Linked DNA regions of Siniperca chuatsi: region 1 is linked to region 2. A link is a contact called in public Hi-C data. All regions are on one chromosome and are shown on one strand. The core of a region is the stretch at or near the end of the contact, and the rest is flanking DNA. Distances in the headings are between cores, read along the strand shown. Region 1 overlaps nhsl1b (NHS-like protein 1). Region 2 holds the start of nhsl1b (NHS-like protein 1).

What was found. Hi-C and Micro-C count contacts between places; a contact is called where the count stands out from the background.
Region 1: a Hi-C map of an unstated tissue shows a contact between it and region 2, with 2.3 times the contacts expected there. The contact joins the enhancer-like site here to the promoter of nhsl1b in region 2. A contact is called at or near these places in 2 of 3 Hi-C or Micro-C datasets (skeletal muscle and an unstated tissue).

Annotation. Positions count from the first base shown.
Region 1 is chrLG16:15,560,376-15,563,075 of ASM2008510v1, reverse strand. The region is part of intron 1 of nhsl1b (NHS-like protein 1); the gene reads right to left. Among protein-coding and RNA genes, the nearest start is that of nhsl1b, 41 kb to the right of the region's middle. Within about 2 kb of position 1,320, the one cell type or tissue checked has an H3K27ac peak away from gene starts, as active enhancers do.
Region 2 is chrLG16:15,519,631-15,522,330 of ASM2008510v1, reverse strand. nhsl1b (NHS-like protein 1) reads right to left here and starts at 1,445. Exons shown (of 7, transcript XM_044168600.1): 1 at 894-1,445. The coding sequence starts at 1,212.

The DNA of each region.
Region 1 (2,700 bases), core at 71-2,570, 41 kb before region 2:
TTTATCTTATAAATTAGAGATTTAATTAAATTATAAATTAAGTTGTAGATGGAAAATCTGCATTTTGTGTGTTTCTCAATTGATAATGAGTCAAATTATGGGCCTGTATTACACCAATGTTTACCAAAAAATAGAAATAAAACGCCACTGCAAAATTCCCAGAATATGTCTGTGTCTCTGGATGATTGTGCAGGTGTATACAAACTTTTAATGTTAAACTACAGTATATCAGAATATGTACTGTATCATATAGTGGTCATTTTCTTCCCTGGTGTTGGTATTAAATACAAAATTCCTATACTGGTGGAGACAACTTGAGTTTACAGTAATTTAAGCAATAACTTAATCTGCAACAGCATCATTTCAGCACCAGGCAACACTTAGTATCAAGGAAGTGAGTATGTGACAGCAAAACATCAACATGTGATTATATCATTAGAGGCATGTGGCAGTAATTAGCAGTGAAATGATACAGACCCTAAAGCTGCTGTTTAAATGGGCTGTACAGGTCACAAAGTCAGTTTGGGACATTCCTCTGACACATGATAAGAAAGGAGACAGGAGGCAGAGTAAACATAAGACCAGACAGCGATGGACTACACTTAAGATACTGGCATAATTAAAGCTAAATTACATGAAATCATAATAATTTTAAAGGGTTTTCGAAGATAAACTGGATTCACACACCCCTGCATTAAAAAGACACACAATACAAAGTTAAATAGCAGATACTTATGATGGTGTGACACTTCTCAGAAAGTGAGTAAAACAAAAACTACAACTACAAATGACCACGTGGATGCAGCGAATGAGACAGTCCTTTGAAACCACTGATTATGAAGATAAAACATCTGACTACGAAATCCTGTAATTTTACTCAAAATGAAAGAGAACTTGCTAAGCCAACCAAATGATATATCCTGCTAAATAAACATCACAAAGGTGAAAAGTATACATTTCACCTTGGTGCATACACACATACATATACACACTTGACATGCTGTCACCGGTTTGCGTGATGCAGACAGGACATGGTGACATAAGAGCGACCTGGTTGCCAAGTAACCCAATCAGACATCAGAAGCCAGCAATGCCTGACAACGATACGCACTAACCAGACACTGTCACACAAAGGGTAAATATAGCAGATAAAGCCTACCTGGTTGTAACACATGGGAACACACACAGCCACACACACACACACACACACACACACACAAGTAGCTTTTAGTGCATCCACAACTCCACAATTGTCTTTTTCCCCCCTAAAAAAAGACCAAAGCCTTGGATGAGTGTGTCTGCCAAATTCCAAATACCAGTAAGTACAGTTTCACAGTGTGTGTCTCTCAGCGGTAACACATTCACAGAGCCAGTTAAACACAGGGGTTCAGCTACACCACAGAGGAAGGCTTTTATTACCAGACGGCACCCCACATTTACTGTGACAGTTATATGGGAGTTGGTGTTTGTGTGTACATGTACGGTACTCAGAGTGTTTGTCAGTTGTGTTCTGTTCATGGTTTAGGTTGGTCAGATTCACCAGATTCACAGACACTGTGCAACTTCAGAATTTAATCTTTGTGTTTTTCTGATGGCCTATATTCTCTATTAATACATTAAAACAAGGGAATAAAGGGCATTTTCATCAGTACGATAATTTTGACTATGCAGACCTGCTCATTAACATGAGCTGCCAAACAACAGTTGCCAAATACACTTGCTGGGAAGTTGGGCTACATATTAGTGCTTGTTTACCAAACTTATCAATGGATATTTTAAAAGCATTTTCTTGGGAAGATTTAAAGATTTTCATAGTAGCATGAAATATGTGTGAACAGAGAGTTTAACTTATTGTTTACTGTTATCACAACATGCATAATGTCAACAAGACACCATAATGTGTGTACCTAGGACTAAATGACATTTATTTTCCATACAGATGTCTCAGATGTGAGTGGAAACCCTGAGAGTCTGGTGCAACTTTATCAAACAATATGTAAATAAAGGGTAGTGGTGTATACTGTATGTGGAGGCAAGGCCTGCTGCAGGAAATGGAAAGAAGATCAAGGACTGAGGGCAGTGAGGTTAACAAAGACAAAAATTATTTTGACTTTCATTGTTTTGCCCTAATGAAAAGACTTACGTAGACATTGATTAGATGTAGTTTCAGATCCTTAAACTGCCTTCCTGCATGTGTGTAATGTATCCTATTCTTATCTTCACACAACACTAAAGACAGTATTATCTGCTGTCACCTCCTGATTACTGTTTGACCTGTAATGCCACAAACTCTGAACCCTGACCTCTCTTTGAACCTAAGAGCTTAGCCTCACCTCCACTGGCAGCATGTCTGACTGCCTCATTTATCTTATTTCTCTTTGTTATCCCTTATACAGACATATATTTAATGTATTCTCATCCCTCCCTGCTAATCATCTATTTCATCACCGCCTTTTGTGTCCTTAAAATGCACGTTATGTTTATGAGAGATAAATGTGACACATATAAACATGAAAAACTAGAGCCATGTTGTCTTTAACTGTATTTTTTTTTTTTACATCTTTACATTCAAAACTGCTTTCAAGGAAACTCTGAAACCTCATATTATTTGTCCTTCACTGTCAGTCCTCCAGCAATTATATACATTAATAGGATTAATAAAGAGCACCAGTGTGGCAAAATAATGCTTGCAACCTCTTC
Region 2 (2,700 bases), core at 196-2,695:
AAGTAGTAGATATGTACTATGTAGATATGATAAGGCTCTACTACAGGTCTGTATCAGAGCAGATGAAATGACAGGTCTATCTCTCAATCTTTATGTGACTGATACAGTCGCCATAGTATGAGCCAAAGTCTGAGTTAATATATAACTGCTGTGTGTGAGACTACAGGAGGTAGTTTTACAGGGGCAGCAAAACACATCACAAAACAACAAAAGTCAGCGCTGGCTGCAGCAAAGGAAATTGATTTTCCATTTATCTTTGAGTTGACCAGCTTTGTTTACATGCATAAAAGAGCAAGAAGAAATGGGGGAAAGGACTGTGAGGCCTCCTGTGATCTCTGTGTCCTTTGAAGACCTAACCACAGATGGTGAGTGCGTTGAGAGGAAATCCATCATTTCTGACAGGACTCAACACCCCTATCAACATTCACAAGTCCGAATCAAGACAAACAAAGCCATGTGTCAGGAGACACCAGTCACTCCTCCCTGGTTATTTCAATGGACAAAATGTCACCTTGAACATGACTAGCATCTCTCCACACCAATGTTATTATGACAGAGCAGCACCAGTCCATAAGAAAGACACATCTCCAGATACAGATTAATTCAAAGTCAGACTTCTCAAATGAAAACTTACTTATATATTTTACCATATTTCTGTCTGAAATGAATTAATATCTGTCTGTGGTGAGAAATCATGGTACACTAGTGCCATGTATGTACATTCATAATGATTATTACATGTTTGTAGGTCTCAATTAAAAGTTTATAGTGACTCCTCTGGTTTTACTACAATATTATTAAAGCAACGTTATTGCTATGGGGCAGAAATTTTGAGCTAGACCCTAGCTCTCACACTGCAGACTACCAGCAAGTCACCAGCGCTGCAAACTTACGGATTTTGATTTTCTTGGGATCAAACTTGCAGATTTCACCCTGCAGATTTTGCAGTCGCCCCTGAATCCAGCAGGATCTCCTAAATACCATCCCTGCCTCTATCTCGATGCCCAGGAAGATGTCGCTGGCATGTCGAGAAAGGTCGGAAAGTTGGTGAATTATGTTGATCAATGTATGGCAGCCGACCTCATCCAATGACGAGAACAAAACGGGTCTTCGCAGTTTGCGTCTCCCGGTTTCTTCCCCCTGTATCCAGCCATCCCTCGCCGATAACCTACTAACACGCCGCGGCTCAATGCTCCTCTGATGAAAAGGCATATTTATTTCATACCAATAACTCCAGCGGGACCGAAAACTGTTCACGCAAAAAACTTGCAGCTTTACAAAAAATCCAAGACGTGCTGCCTTCCTGTGGCTGCTATTATTTGCGAGGCAGTATAATCCTTCAATCCCGCCATATTTTTGTTTTTCAAAGCATGGGACTTCGTGCTGCTGTACACTGGGGACGTTGCCTCCCAAACACTATTCAAATTCAACCAGACAGAGTGCAGGCTGTAGAGAGAAAAGGAAAAAACACAAGGAAAAGTAGGAAAAAGTACAAATAAAAACCCGGAAAATACTACAACCACCTGTAGAAACTGGAACCGGAGCCACACACACAGAGGAGAGTCTACCTGCCTCCATTCGAAGACAGTGGTGCGGTCTGATGGAAAACCTGGACCGGTATCTTCCAAACGGAACCGGAGAGACTCAGGCTACCAACAAACTGAGTTAGAAGAAATCACAGTGTGAGGCTCAAATCACTATTTTATTCATGCGCTATGAACCACTGTGTCTTAGAGTAACCATTCACATTAACTTTTACTCCTTATTTTATAGCAATCCCTGCAATTAAGGGTAATGAAAGATGATGCTAGGCCAATACTGAACCTTTACTTTCCTTCATTTGGCAAGGTAGTCCAATTATATCTTTAAAACTGAATTTAGTACAATTTAAGGTAATAGGTACGAGCAAGTTAATGCACTTGGATGGGTGAATTGAATAGGTATTTCCACATTAGCTAAACAGCCTAATAAGTTGAGGCATTAAAACAGTTCCATCAACCACTGACTGAACCCCCAAAACACGATACGAACATTTAGTTAGTACTCTTTTTTTAATATAGCTTTGTCTTGGATTTTTTAATAAATAATCAAACTTAATTAAATGGAGAAATAAGGACATTAAAATTTAATGTTTGTGTAATTATGTGACACTATAGTTTCCCAAAAGTTAGCTAACCTAGCGTTAGCCAAGTTATGGTGTGACGTTAGTTGGAGTTATTTAACTAGCTAGTTGGGTTGTTTAGCTATAGCTGGTTAGGTTAAGCGTTAAGTTAACGTATATTTACAGCTAACAGCCAAAAAAAAAATCCTCAGGGTGTGGGCATAAATCTTATCTGGTGAACTGCATGTTTTCAGATATTTTAGTACCAGGAGCCACCAAAATGGCTATTGACAAGTTAAGCTAAGGTTAACTTTATAAAAAAAAAAATTTAAGAAGCCTATAGCACGTTCGTTTTAAACACAGGCTATGTTAGTTGTTTGCTCATACCTTTTAAAATAACCCCTGGACAACAGTCTCTGAACACTTGTCTCTGATTTATCTCCTCTCTGTGTGTGCAAGGCGTGTTTGTCCAGTCCACCGCTGCTCTTTAAATTCCGAAGAGCAAACTCATCATTGACAGCATACCTTTTGCCCAGCTCAGGTTTAATTCGGTGAATGTTTTTGAAAATCTGGCTAATAATATCCATTTAGAAAAGTGT